2 separate regions of the Rattus norvegicus genome follow, and region 1 is linked to region 2. Evidence: chromatin contacts called from public Hi-C data. All regions are on one chromosome and are shown on one strand. Each heading gives the region's core, a stretch centred on a gene start, on an enhancer-like site or on the middle of the called end of the contact. The rest is flanking DNA. Distances are from core to core; before and after follow the strand shown. Region 1 has its middle 28 kb from the start of Celf1. Region 2 holds the start of Ptpmt1 (protein tyrosine phosphatase, mitochondrial 1).

The links. Hi-C and Micro-C count contacts between places; a contact is called where the count stands out from the background.
Region 1: a Hi-C map of liver shows a contact between it and region 2, with 3 times the contacts expected there. The contact joins the enhancer-like site here to the promoter of Ptpmt1 in region 2. A contact is called at or near these places in 2 of 12 Hi-C or Micro-C datasets (liver and psoas muscle).

The regions. Positions count from the first base shown.
Region 1 is chr3:97,403,300-97,410,986 of GRCr8, reverse strand. It overlaps a transcript of Celf1 not described here. Among named protein-coding and RNA genes, the nearest start is that of Celf1, 28 kb to the left of the region's middle. Within about 2 kb of position 6,411, at least 60 of the 93 cell types and tissues checked have an H3K27ac peak or open chromatin away from gene starts, as enhancers often do. A contact at or near this core is called in liver, where this site is marked.
Region 2 is chr3:97,351,512-97,359,303 of GRCr8, reverse strand. It overlaps Ptpmt1 (protein tyrosine phosphatase, mitochondrial 1), which reads left to right and starts at 4,050. Exons shown (of 4, transcript NM_001105726.1): 1 at 4,050-4,819; 2 at 4,912-4,992. The coding sequence starts at 4,472.

The DNA.
Region 1 (7,687 bases), core at 5,162-7,661, 49 kb before region 2:
AGGGTTAGCAAGATTGCTCAGCTTGTAAAGGTACTTGCCAGCAAGGAAGATAATCTGGGTTTGATCCTGAAAGACATGGACAGAATCAGTTCTTCCAAGCTGTCCACTGGCTTCCACATAGCAACGCACGCATGCACTCGCTCGTGCTCTCTCTCTCTCTCTCTCTCTCTCTCTCTCTCTCTCTCTCTCTCTCTCTGTTTAAAAAACAAAACTATAAAGCATAACATAAACATCTCAACTTACATAGTGCTGTACTTTTTTCTTGCTTTGCCTAAACTCATTTGTACAAACAGCCACTGCCTAGTAAACCAGCAATGTATCATCACATATGGACTGGACAACTGCACCACGCAGATTGAAATTATTCTAACAACTCACCTGACACTCAGGCAACCTGAACTACAAGCCTTATGTCTTTAAAAGTTTGGAGCTATTTCCAATCACTCAGCTGTATGTCTACACGTGCATATTCTTCAGTCAGTCTTTCCTGCAAAAGCAGAGTAGAGCATTAGCTGAATTCCAGGAAGGAAGGCAAAGAACTGGGTAAGAGAGTATATAAAAAGCCAAGTTCTATACATACAGCTTTTGTCCTACTCTCTCAAAAAGAAATCAAAGCAGCTTGAAGTTTAAACAAATAAACAAAAAAGCCTACAGTACAAAAATATGGTACTTGCAGCTCCAGAGACCAGAAAAGGCCTGGAATCCTGTTTCTCCCACTGCATCTTGCTTTTGCCTCCCTAATCTCAGTGGGAGGTTCAGAATCCACTGCAGGCTTTATCATCCTGTTTTCCCCTCCCCCTCAGTCCCATACTATCCAACCAAACAATATGCTTTTCCTCTTCACGCTTGCTCATTCACCTTTCAGGCAGGCATGTACAAAGCAAACAGCACATATCCACTCTTCCACAGAACCTAGCATACAACTTCTGCCATCTCCAAAACCCTGACCAAGCAAGCAGCCAAGAAACCTGCCTGTACCATCTGCTCCCACCTCCCTCACAAACACAGCGGGCACTCAAGCAGGATGCTCCCGTATGGTCTTCTCTAAGGATGGTTGTCCTGTTCTGCTGAGAAGCAGGAAGCTTCATTCAGTCTTCCTGTTCTGGCCCATTTCAGTTAAAATCCAAATAAATAAAGCACCTCTTTCCCTTACCCAAAGTGTGGTATTTGTTTATAATGTCCCTCTACCTCTTGTGGGTCATACCTGTAATCTTTAGCATCCAGTAGGATGAGGTAGAAAACTTGTGAGTTTAAGAGCCAGTCTACGTGGGCTAGTATAGTGAGTTCCCAGACATGCAAGACTATAAAGACCCTGTGTCAATCAACAGCAACAAAAAGGGAAAAAAAGTGTAACTCTGCTTTCATTAATCAATGAGTAGGGCATTTCTAAGGACCTGTTCTTAGTATCAAAGAACATGTTCTAAGTATCTTTATACATTATTGCTTTTTTAAAAAAAGATTTATTTATTTAATTATAAGCACACTGTTGCTGTCTTCAGACACACCAGAAGAGGGCATCAGCATCAGATCCCATTACAGATGGTTGTGAACCACCATGTGGTTGCTGGAATTTGAACTCAGGTCCTCTGGAAGAGCAGTCAGTGCTCTTAACCACTGAGCCATCTCTCCAGCCCCATTACTGTTTTTTGAAAAGTACATTCAATTATTTTCATCACTTTCCAATTGTGTTCCTAAAAGAGCTTCTCACATTTAAACACTCACTTATAGGATTTGCAACACCTCCTTCAAATCACCCCTTAAAATATCTTGACTTGTTTCACAAAATTAAAGTTGTCAGTGATTTCATTTCCACAAAAACAAGTTCTTTAGGAAACAGGAGCTCTGTCAATAAAAAAGAGAATTCAGGGCTGGAGAGAGGGTCACAGATTGATGCTCTCTTCTGGCCTTCACAGGCATTCATACATGTGATATACATTCACAGAGTTTGTTATGGGGATTGGGGGAAGAGAGACGGGACATTTTTTTTTTAAGTCTACTATTTTAGAAATAAGGAAACCACACATAAAGAAAAGGGCTTGACTGAAAGGGCCTGTTCTCTGCCTTAAGTTGTTATGAATATGCTAATAATCAATGACTTGTATTAGAAACAAGCAAATAAGAAAAAAAATCACATACATCCAAGGGAAAGTGTAATCTTTAATTTAGGACTCAAAATATTTCACCAGGAAGTGGTGGCACACGTGTACACCTTTAATTCCAGCACTTGGGAGGCAGAGGCAGGCAAATCTCTGAGTTCAAGGCAAACCTTGAACAGTGCAAGTTCTAGAACAGCCAGAAAAGCCCTGTCTTGAGAAACAAAAACAAAAATCTAAGACTAAAGAGATGGCTCAGTGGTCAAGAGCATTGGCTTCTATTCCAGAGGACCCTGGTTCAATTCTAAGCACTCACATGGCAGCTCATAACTGCTTCTAACTCCAGTTCCAGGGGATCTGACATCCTCACACATACATGCAAGCGAAACACCAATGCATGTGAAATAAAAATACACATTTTTAAAATTTCACAAAAGTGGGTTCTGTTTTGTATTCTGAGACAGGGTTATGCTACACAATGCAGACTGGCCTCTTAACTCAAGATCTTGCTTGCCTCAGCCTCCCAAGTGGTGAAATCACAACCACATCTGGCTGTTTAAACTGATTATTTACCTGTCTAAATCCATTCTTTGTGGTATTTATTTATAATGTCCCAGATAGAATGATATTTTTGTTATTCTCAATGGCAATTACATGGTCAACCACAAACTCCTTTAGTATCTATCACTTCTTGTGAACAGATCCCCATTATCATGACAAAATTCAGTTTTGGACCAAGTTTGCTATTGCTTCCATTTCATGATCTCTCAAGAGATTTATATAGTACAGATTGGGAGGGGGTGGGGGGCTTAAAGAAGGAAAGGGTGAAGCTCAGTTGGCAGAATGCTTAACTAGCATACACAAAGCCCTGGGTTTAATCTCCAATATCCACAAACTCTACACGGTGGTACATATAATCCCATCATGAGAGAGAAAGAAGTAACCACAGGATCAGGTGTTGAAGGCCATATTTGACTACTTAGTGAGTTTAAAGTTATGTCTCAATGGAAAAAAATGAATAAAGGTGTGGGTGTGTGTCATTGATTGTAGGTCAATGACAAAGTGCTTGTCTAGTGTGCATGTGACCCTAAATTCAATCCCTCATACAAAAAAACCCAAGAAACAAAAACCACCCCATAACATTTATTACAAACAGCATTCCCTATTTCCAGTTTTGGTGCTAACCAGGTAACTTTGTAAACACTGATTTTTCTTCTTAAAAAAAGTGTTTAATATCACTGGGATGAAAAGATACATGTCCATGCAGATGTGTGTGGGTGGATAACAAGTCTGTGGAGTTAGTTCTCTCTCTCCATCTTTACATGGGTTCCAGGGATCAAACCCAGTGCCAGGCTTGTGCAGCCTTTATCCTGAGTCTTCTTGCTAGCCTCTTTTCTTTCTGAAACATAGGCTCATGTGTCCCGGCTGGCCTTTAACTCACTGCACTACTAACCCTTCTATCTCTACTATGGTGGTGGAAATAGAGACATTCAGCATCCTGCTTAGCTTATGAGGTGTTAAGCAATCCCAAGGTTTCCAGAATGTCAGCTAAGCACTCTACCAACTCAGCTACACTCCTAGTTAGCTTTGTGAAATTGTTAAACATCTTAATGTATTTCCTTATATGAAAAATGGTTACGAAAACAGTATTACTTTACAGTGTTTGTTAGGATTTAAATGTCTAACATATAAATCACAGAAAATACTCAAATAAGTACTTGCTACTGTTATTCTTCTAGATGTTAAATTTGTGCCAGTATAAGTACCAGAAAGCTTTAATCTTTAGCCAGATGACTATCTCTTCAAAATGGTTACATGATTAGAAAGAAGATACAAAGGAGAAGTAAAAGTCTCTCTATTTGTTAAGGGATATGATCCTATACTTAACAGACCCTAAAGATAGCAACAGAATCCTTTTGGATCTGCTGTACACTTAGCAAAGTCAACAGGATACAAAAATCAACATGAAAAACCAGCAGTGTTAAGGTTGGAGAAATGGCTCAACAGTTACAAGCATTGGCTGCTCTGCCAGAAGATCTAGGCTCATTTTCCAGCACCCACAAGGCAGCTCATTTTTCCGGCCTCCCTAGGTGCTACATTCATGTGATGCGCATGTATGTATGTATGTATGTATGTATGTATGTATGTATGTATGTATGTATGTATGTTTATGTAGGCACAACAGCCAACCATATAAAATTAAAAATAAAAGGAAAGGTCAATAAATTCAGTGGTAATAGATCTCATTAAAAAGAGGGAGGGGAGAATGTGTAAGAAGGCAATTCTTGGCTAATAGACCAGCCCTCAAATGTGCTTGTTAGCATGCAGTGTTTCTCCTTATTCCATATTGGATTACTGGTCCTAAGTGTAGTCCTTTAAAAAATTTTTTTTCTTTAAATTTCATGAGTGTTTTGTCTAGACAAGTAAATATGCACATCATATATAAGACCGAAGCTCTTGGAGCTCAGAAGAGGTTATCAGATTCTCTGGAACTGAAGTACAGGTGGTTGTAAGCTGCCATGTAGGTGCCTGGAATTTGAACCCAGATGCTCTATAGGAAAACAACCTGTTCTCTATTTCACTGAGCTCTCTCCAGCCTGCTTTCTCGTCTTCCTTGAAATTTATTTATCCCCTTCATTATATAAAGTAAGTGGATACACATAAATAAAGGCAGGAACTGGCCATAGTGGCACATGACTTAATTCCCAGAACCTGGGAAGCAGCATCAGGTAGATCTCTTAAGTTCAAGGCCAGCCCAATCTACAGAGTGAGTTCCAGGACAGGCAGGGGTACAGAAACTGTCTCAAACAAAAAAACAAAAAAAACAACCAACAAAAACAACAAAAAACAAAATAGTACCATCACCACCAAGAATAATAATAAAAGGCAGGAAAATTATAAAAATTTTAAAAACTAAAAACAAAGAAAAGGCTGTAACATAAATGTGCTAGCCATGGTATCAGCTGCTGAGGCTGAGCTGTAATAAAATCAGTTATGAGTTGTAAGTCAGCTGGATCTGACATAGTGAGTTCCAGGACAGCCAGGGTTACATTATGACACCCTATCTCAAACAACAAAAAAGAGCTGTCACTGATTTTGATCTTTAGCAAGAGCCCCTACCTAATAGTTAACTACATCAATGAGAACACAGTAGAAATGAAATGGGCACAAAGACCTGCCCAGAGGAAGATTAAGTCAACATGTTGTTAGAGTCAATACTTGTAAAATGCTCTGAGGTATACAGGACCCAGAGTCCCCAACAGACTTAGTCTTCAAAGACAAAATATACATCGATAAATAGGCAAATAATTCTGCATTTATACCACCCAGATGCAGATAGAAGTCACCTCAGTAAAGCTGTTTATCCAGCATTTATAGCCTTTTCATCTCCAAATGAGCCATAGTTATAAACATGTACAGCAAACTGTCTTGTCCCCACTCAGCTGACAAGTTCTATTCCCAGCTCTACAGTCTGTGACTCACAGGGATGAGGTGGAGGGGGAAGGAAGTAAAAGGAACCAGTAAAACAAAGAGCTTCTCTTTATTTAGATGGAGTGATCAAGACTGGAGTTACCTAATTAAAATAATCTCAGAGCAAGCCAACAAAAGTCTTCTTTTAAAGTAGTATCAACCTTAGTAGCTTGGAAAATGTCCTAAAAGCTATCGATCACTTCCCCTCTACTCCCTAAATAGGTATGATATCACAAGACATTACAAGGCCTGTTAGGCAAAACTTTGCAAAGTACTATGAATCCAGACAACAGCAAAGGTTGCTGGGAAACCAAAAATAACCCAACATTCTCCACAGCTCTTCTCAGCAAAAGGCAAATTAATAGCCCCATGTACCCACTCCAAAGAGATGCACACAAAATCTTTTCTCAGTTTTTATACTCAAAATTTACCTCAGAAAATGTGTTCAGTCCCACTCTTAAGAGCTGATCTTTGTGATCAAAAGCACTTCTTCAGTGAGCCATGTTTCTAAGGCAGCTCAGAAACCTCCTGACACTAAATCCACTAGCCTGGCAGCTGCTTAAGATTCTATTAGCTGACTACAGACCTTTCCTCCACCCAGTCCCAAAATTCTCAGTTCTCTATAATCTGTAACTAAACCTAAATAAATCAAACCAAATAAGACAAGTAAGTCACCTCTTTTACTTGAAAACCTTAGTCCTCCACAGAAATGTACACAGACAGACAGATGGACGCACGTTAAGAACACAAACTTCAAGCCCTGGCTGAATCCTGAGCAGGTCTGAAGCAATGTGGGTGCGCAGGATGACTGCACCGCCTAGCTAGTGGGCTGCTCCTGCTGTTGCTGTACAAATATAGAAAGCTGCAAAGTGGAGCAGCCGCTTTGCTTCCGCAGAGCACCTTCTGCTCTGCACTGAGAGGGAGGAGCAGGGAACTGAGCAGCTTTATCCATACATGGTTACTGAAAGGGGGCCGTCAGTGAAAGGGCAGTTATCTCTCACACATGATTCTGTTCACACATGCCATATAAAAGGCAAAAGCACACAGGCTTAAAGGAAGGTTGAAGAGGTTCTATGTCAGTCAAGGAGTGTCCCAATAATCACAGTCACTATTCTAAGATCCTCAGCCTCAGGAACTGAAAAAAAACTATTAGGTCAGATTCTTGCTGGAACGCAACAGCTATGAGGTTCAATTTATCATTTAAATCCTAAAATGTAATGTACAACAACAGGCTACCTCCTACATTTAAGTAAACCATCTAACCTGCACTGCTCTTTGGTCACCCTAATTGTCAAATTGTTGGGGATAGTCTGATACTTTTGTTCTGGTCGATACAAATTATTTAAATACATTTCTCAGGATGCTGGCTTATATAATCAGGCCCAGTATCTGTTTGCAAAATTGCTTTACAAAGCAATTAAGATTCACCTCAGGTTGGGGATTTAGCTCAGCGGTAGAGCATTTGCCTAGCAAGCGCAAGGCCCTGGGTTCGGTCCCCAGCTCCGAAAAAAAGAAAAAAAAAAAAAAAAAAAAAAGATTCACCTCACTGTGAAATACATGAATACTCAATTTCTGGCTACAGAAAATTCCTCATAGAGAGGAAATGCAGCAAGTAATTAAGCAGGTATTCAGAATAAAGTGTTTCATACAGAAGATGCTCTAATATAAATTGAAACTATACTGAGTACCTCCAACACTTCCGGGTTTAGCTCCAGGATAAGATTAATCAATATTCAAGATAGTAATGGCTGACAATATTTGACTAGTGCCAAAGCAGAAGAAACAATGTTACCCACATTAAAAGAAGAGAGCAGCTGGCCAGTGGTGGGGCACTCAGGAGGCAGAGGCAGGCCTCTGTGAGTTTGAGGTCTGCGTGGTCTACAGAGTGAATTCCAGGGCAGCCAGGCCATCACAGAGAAACCTTGACTCAAAACAAACAAATAAACAACTTGCAGTGACTGGAGATGGCTCAGTGGTTAAGGCCACTGACTGCTCTTCCAGAGGTCCTGAGTTCAAATCCCAGCAACCACATGGTGGCTCACAACCATCTGTAATGGGATCTGATGCCCTCTTCTGGCATGCAGGTGTACATGCAGATAAAACACTCAACATAAAATAAATAA
Region 2 (7,792 bases), core at 2,801-5,300:
AGTACACACACTAAAATGTCATTTATACAAGTTAAATGACTGTTATCTGAGGGTTTGTTTGCTTGTTTTTGTTGGGTTGGTTGGTTGGTTTTTGTTTTTCTTTTTTTTTTAAAGATTTATTCACTTATGAGTACACTGTAGTTGTCTTCAAACACACCAGAAGAGGGCATCAGATTTCATTACAGATGGTTGTGAGCCACCATGTGGTTGCTGGGATTTGAACTCAGGACCTCTGGAAGAGCAGTCAGTGCTCTTAACCGCTGAGCCATCTCTCCAGCCCGGTTTTGGTTTTTCAAAAGAGGCTTTCCTGGTATAGCATGGCTGTCCGGGAACTCACTCTGTACACTACACTGGCCTTGATCATGGAGCTCCACTTCTGCCTCCCAAGTGCTGAGATTAAAGGCGTGTGTCAGCACGGCCAGGTGCAATTTGAGTTTCACTCTTAAGTTTATCCCATGTTTCAGCATATTATGAAAATGATTGTGGGCTGGAGAGGTGGCTCAGTGGTTAAGAGCACTGATGGGTCTTCCCAAGGTCCTGAGTTCAATTCCCAGCAACCACATGGTGGTTCACAACCATCTGTAATGAGATCTGGTGCCCTGTTCTGGCCTGCAGTCACATATGCAGGCAGAATGCTGTACATAAAATAAATAAATAAATCTTTAAAAAAATGATTGTAAGAAAATGTTGGAAAGTTCGGTGGTACAAAAATCTCAGAGTAGGCTTGATTCGAGGAGGAAAGATTTCAGACTGTAGCGAGAGTTTGGAATTTGGGTTTCTTTAAAGAATATATAAATATTTTAAATATTTAAGAAAGTTTTTATTTTAATCCCTGGGGTGGGGATATGGGGCTGTCGTTTGCAGCAGCTGACTACGATTTGCTTCACGCTCTAGCAAGTGTGGTTTTGCCAGCTACAGATAATTTCTGGATTGTATGACATTTGGAGTTCTGGGAACTTTTCAGAGGGTACATAAATTGAAGAGCCTCCTAGAGACAGGGTGGGTAGTTGATGGTCATTTAAGGAGGTTGTTTGTAGTTTGTTCATAGTCATGGTCAGAGAAGAAACAAAAGGAAATATTCATGAATCCTCCCTCCCTTCTATCCTTCTTTCTCTCCTATTTGGTGCCTAGGGGTGAAATGGGTAGGGGGAGTAAAGGGTGAGAAAAAGAAGAGCTCACAAAGCAGTAGAGACCAGCTACATCAGACAATACTGTAAAGTCAGGAAAAACTGTGAGAATCTCAGGTGGGCATAGTAGATTTAAACCTTTAACCCCAGCACTCAGGAGGCAGAGGCAGGTGAATCTGCAAATTCAAGGTTAGCCTGGTCTACAGACTTGAGTTCAAGGACAACCAAGATTACACAGAGAAACCCTCCCTCAAAAAAAAAAAAATGGGGAGGCAGGGAAGGGGGAAGAAGTGTGGGAGGGGTGACTGGGGGGGCAGTGAGCAGGATGTAGAATTAATAAGTAAAATAATAATAAAAAAGAGAAAACAAGAACAAAGAGTATTACGATAACCTTTATTTACGTTTGAATATACAGAGACTACATGTTACTTGGATCCGTGTAAAAAACGGTAACCTTTTATCCCGAGCTAGTGCCAGCACCCATGGGGCCACATGGCACTGTGGGGCACCTCTATCACAGTGGCTCCACGCTGTCCCCAAGTACTCTCTGACCTGGGCGGTCCACGGGCCGTTCCAGCCCAGCACCTTGCCACGCTGCTGTGCTTTCACTCACAGTCCCTTGGCCGGTTGTTACCACACCAGACTCACACATCCCAACTCCATGGCGGGCTTGGTGCATCCCACCACTGCACCTTCTCTTGAACTCAATTAAGTCACCACATGAAAGAACCACGCCACACAATAACCTCTGATCCAATTGAAAAGATAATTTGCCCATCTAGACAGCACAAAACCCTGTACACACCCATCTCTTAAAAATATTCATAACAACCTGTATCTATGTGCAGAGAAGAATCTTAATATCTGCCCCCATGTTCTCCCAGCTCCTTCTCCTCTTTCTAAAACTTTGTTCCTGCCCATCCTTCCTTCTCATCCAATGACAGGCCTATCCAGTACCTTCCTGCATAAAGACATGGACCTACAACCATGTATATGCCCAGAATAGACAAAACCACAGAGAGGAGATTAGTGGTTGTCAGTCGGTGGAGGAATTAGGTATGATTGTTAATGTGTATAATAGTTCCTTTGAAGGTGAAAATGTCCTAGAATTGTACAGTGCTGATGTTACAACCCCAAGAGTATATTCATACTTATGGAATTGTACATATTAAAGGGTAAATTGGGGCTGGCAGAATGTCTTGGGAGGGGGGTAGGTGTTTGCTACCAACACTGACAACCTGCGTTCCATCCTTGGAACCCACATGGTAGAAGAGAACAGACTCCTACAAGTTATGTTCTGCTAAGCACTCCCCCTGATCCAACACAAAAATAAGTGTAAAAGCAGATGCAGGTAGATCGCGTGGCTTATGAACTCTCAAGATGGCACTAAAAAGGTGTTAGCACTGAAGAGGAGTGAGACGTGGTGGTGTGCAGGCGATCCCAGCTCTAAGAGGACTGACAGTGCAGTTACTACACGGACTAAAGGGGTGGGTTAGCTTGTAAGAGCGCTTGCTGCTCTTGGAGAAAAGTGGGGTTCAGTTCCCAGCACCCACAGGAAGGCTACAATACCTTCCATCCAATACCCTTTTTTGGCCTCCTTGGGTGACATGAGACCCCCTCCCCCCTCTCAAAAAAGATATAATACTATTGAATCATTTATTTTTTGAGACAGACATCTGGCCTGGAATTCTCTATGTAGACCAGGCTGATATTCTATAGATTTATTTTATTACTTATATTGTTGTCACTCTCTTCAGACACACCAGAAGAAGGTGTCGGATCCCATTACAGATGGTTGTGAGCCACCATGTGGTTGCTGGGAATTGAACTCAGGTCCTCTAGGAAGAGCAATCAGTGCTCCTAACCTCTGAGCCATCTCTCCAGCCCCAAGCTGACTTTTAATAATTCAGAGATCAACCTGCCTCTGCCTCCTGATTGCTGGGATTAAGGGGTGTGCCACCATGATGCCTGACTCAATTCTTACTATACTTTTCATTTTTTTTTTTTTTTAAGATCCGAGACTCTTTTTTTTTTTTTTCTTTTTTTCGGAGCTGGGGACCGAACCCAGGGCCTTGAGCTTGCTAGGCAAGCGCTCTGCCACTGAGCTAAATCCCTAACCAATCTTATACATGTATTAATGTGCTTTGATAAAAATTCATCCCCTAACTCTTCTTCCTCCTAATTCCTTCCTGCCCATTATTATGAGTATTTCTTTGATAAAATATACCTCTTTTTTTAAAAGGAAGAAAAAGAAGTCAGACAGCAGTAGCACATGCCTTTAATCCCAGAACTCAGGAGGCAGAGGCAAGTGGATCTCTGAGTGCAAGGCCAGCCTGGCCTACAGAGAGAGTTCCACGACAACCAGGGTTACACAAAGAAACCCTGTCTTGAAAAACAAACAGGGGGCTGGAGAGATGGCTCAGCGGTGGTTAAGAGCACTAACTGCTCTTCCAGAGGTCCCGAGTTCAGTTCCCAGCAACCACATGGTGGCTCACAACCATTTGTAATGGGATCTGATGCTCTTTTCTGATGTGTCTGAAGACGGTTACAGTGTACTCATAAATATAAAATAAATAAGTAAATCTTTTTTTTTAAAGAAAAACAAACAAGCAAACAAAGAAACCAAAACCAAGAAGGAGGGAAAAAGCAGCAGATGCAGGTAAAGAATATTCTCTTGTGGCTGGAGAAATGGTTTAGCAGTTAAGAGCATTGGCTATTCTTTCGGGGGACCCTGGTTTGATTTCCAGCATTCACTGAGAGGGACTCTCGTCCCTCTAGTCACACTCTAGTCCCATGGGTTCCAACATCCTCTTTGTCCTCCTTGGACTTTGCATCCAGGTAATATCTCTCTCACACACACACACACATATATATATACACACACACTCAGAGGTATTGGGGGTTTTTTTTTTTGTTTGTTTGTTTTGAGACAGGGTTTCTTTGTGTGCCTTGGCTGTTCTGGAACTAGCTACATAGCCAGTAGAAGGTAGTTTGGGCTACATAGTGTGATCTGGTCTCAAAAAAAGTTAAGAGAGAGACAGAGAGACAGACAGACAGTAGACTACCACTTATGTTCAGGTTCCCTGCACCCCCAAGAGCAGCAGCTCCGGTCAACTACGCTCCTCTTACGCCCAGATGAGGGTCCTCCGGTTCCTCCCCTGTTTAGAGGAGCCTCACTGCTCAGCCTCCTCCTTGGTAATGGGTGCACTCGGGGGCCACGGCCCCTCCCTGAGGTCAGGGGTTGGAGAGCAGGCCCTGCTCCTTAGGCAGGGTCACAGTTTCACCCTATCGTTGCCGTTCTACTCTCCCTACCCCACCCCTCGCGGCGCCTCTCCTTTGGAGCCATGGTTCCTGTCCCGGGATCCCCCGGGCCTGCCTCTGACGGCGGGGACTCAGCTTCGGAGAGTCGGGAGGCATCAGGTGGCCCGCAGCTCTCGTCCTCTGCGTCCTTCTCGCGGTGGCTGACCGCGAGCTCCGAAGCGGGTGGCTGGCCGCTGCGCTTGGCGGGGTGGGGCGGGATGGCGGCGTCCGCGTGGCTGGAGGCCGGCCTGGCCCGGGTGCTCTTCTACCCGACGCTGCTCTACACAGTGTTCCGGGGGAGGGTGGGCGGCCCGGCGCACCGCGATTGGTACCACCGCATCGACCACACAGTGCTGCTGGGCGCGCTGCCGCTGAGGAGCATGACGCGCCGGGTGAGAGAGACCGGCGGGCCGGGCCGGGAGCGGGCCCCGGGCCTCGGCGGGCGCCCCGCGGCCCTCGCTGAGCCCCTTCTTTGCCTCGGCAGCTGGTACTGGACGAGAACGTGCGCGGAGTGATCACTATGAACGAGGAGTACGAGACCAGATTCCTGTGCAACACCTCGAAGGTAAGGACCCGGGCCCTCTGGCCTGGCTCAGTACTCGGGCCTGTAAAAGCTGGAGAAGCTAGGGGAAGGAGGGACGCTGTGGGTGACCTTGTCTCCGAGACTAGTGTCGGAGACACTAGTTGCCTTCTCGAGCACTGTGTCTGCGCGTCAAGTTCAAATGGCTGCAGGTGGAAAGACGCTGAAACTGATAAACCAGAAAGAAGTCCTGCGAGCCTGGAGCCCGGGCGACTCAGGTGGCTGAGGCAGGATCTTTTGAGCCCAGGAGTTCAAATGTGCCCTGGCCTCTGTCTAAAAAGAGCGAGCTAACCCGCTGTGGGTGGCTCACTCCTGGGATTTCAGCACCCTTAGGCAAGAAGAAGGGTCGGTGGAAGTTCCAGGCCAGCTTGGTGTATGTAGTGAGCTCTGTGCCAGTCAGGACACAAGGAAGTCCTGCTTTAAAATCGGGACGGGTTTACAGTTCTTCATGCACAAAATTGTACATGTATATGCTACTTTTCCTTTGTTTATTTTGAGACAGGGGTCTTAAGTCCTGATGTGATTCTACTGCCTCCACTTTCCCAGTACTGAGACTACAGGCATGTGCTAATACACCCATCTTATATTTGTGATTTTGGTCACTAACCTCAGTAACTAAAATTTGTGATTTATGTGTGTGGTGGTTTGACTATGCTTGGCTCTGGGAGTGGAACTAGAGAACCCTGACTAATACCGTGTGCCTTGCTGATTTCATTCATTTTAACACATTTTAGCATCAAGTTTGAATTAGGCAATATGTTCGTTAGCTTTGGAGATGAAGGCCAACTGTAAGGAAAGCATTTCTTTAAGAGAGAGTGTGGCTCTTATCTGTAATGTTAGCTCTTCATGAGTGAAGGTGGGAAGTGTTTAGTGAGGTGGAGGCCAGCCTGGGCTACACGAGCCTGTGTCTAAAAACAAAATCACAGATAAGAAAAGCGAACCCCCCTCTCTGCCAGGCATATTGGTGCATACCTTTAACCCCAGAACTCTGGAGACAGAGGCAGGCAGATCTCTGTGAGTTTGAGGCCCATCTGATCTATAAAGTGAGTCTAGAACAGCCAGAGCTATATAATGAAATCTTTTTTTTTTTTTTTTTTTGGTTCTTTTTTTCGGAGCTGGGGACCGAACCCAGGGCCTTGCGCTTCCTAGGCAAGCGCTCTACCACTGAGCTAAATCCCCAGCCCCATGAAATCTTATCTTGAAACCACCCAAAGAAAAGTAAAAAGAAGAACACTCCTTATTATATATACTATGTTAATAGTTATCATTGAAGAACTGCAGAGCGGGCTGTGGATGGATTTCAGTTGATAAACTGCTTGCCTAGAGTACATGAAGTCAGTGAAGAATAAAAACAAGGTGTGGCAGTGGCCCAGTATCCCAACACCCAAGAAGAAGACGATCAGATACTCAAGCTCCTGAGCCACATAGGAGTTCGAGGCTAACCTGTGGCATGGTATAGAAGGCCATTTATAGAAAAAGAAAAAAAGAAAATGACCGTTCCTGGATGCCCTAAAATATTGTCACAGGTCTCAAGGGGTCATTAGCTATCAGAGCTAATACTCACTCATGTGATCAATGTGAAAGGTCACTAAAGCCACACAGACAATGCTTGGTCTCTCCATGTGAGGCACTGTCCTCTGTAAGGTGGAGGGTTTTCATCCCACTAGCTAGAGAAAAGAAATCTCCAAGGCAGCAGCCACACTGGAAATGCCTAAGGATCTTCTGGCAGCCTTGCTAATAAGGCACAAGTTCCCACCTCAGGCCACCCCACCTCAGGCCACCCGACCCTCTCACCTTGATATTCTGACCCAGGGTTTATCTGCATAGTTAACAACTCTGAAAGTGGTTCTGGTTCAATTGATAAACAAGCAGAAATGTGCCTTTAGGTTCTGTTAATTTAACTGGTGGGATTAAGCTGGCCTTCATGCAGTCATTAAGTTGCAGGGACTTGCTACAGGTAGCAAGGAACATGGAGGCTCACACCTGTAACTTCAACCCTTGGGAAGTGGAGACAGGAACATCAGCTCATAGGCATCCTTGGCTACATAGTGAGTGAGGTCATCTTGGATTATATGAAACCATATTTAAAAAACAACAACAGCAAAGAAGCCAGTGAAAGCAGCTGCAGTGTATTTGAAGTCTTTTCTTTTTTAAAGTAATTGTTTGCATCTTAGTTTTTTTTTTAATATTTATTTATTTATTCTATGTGTAAGTACACTGTAGCTGTCTTCAGACACACCAGAAGAGGGCATCAGATCTCATTACAGATGGTTGTGAGCCACCATGTGGTTGCTGGGATTTGAACTCAGGACCTCGGGAAGAGCTGTCAGTGCTCTTAACCGCTGAGCCATCTCTCCAGCCCCCATATTTGAAGTCTTAAAGCAGAAATATATTAGACTGCTGTCGGGGTTGGGGATTTAGCTCAGTGGTAAAACGCTTGCCTAGCAAGCGCAAGGCCCTGGGTTCGGTCCTCAGCTCCGGAAAAAAAAAAAAATAGACTGCTGTCTAATATAACATTACTCCTAAGATTTCATTTCTCTAGTCCCTTAAATAACGTTACACAAAACCAGGTAGGTCTTTATTTTGTTTTGTTTTTTTAAAGGGTGAAGGAAGTCTTATTCCATAGTTTAGACACTATCCTTGAACTCCACTCACAGCATGCTAGCCTTGGGATTTTAGGCATGAGCCCCCACTCTTGTCTAAAGTATGTTGGTTTTTTGTTTGTTTGTTTGTTTGTTTGTTTGTTTGTTTTTTGGAGCTGAGGACAGAACCCAGGGCCTTGCGC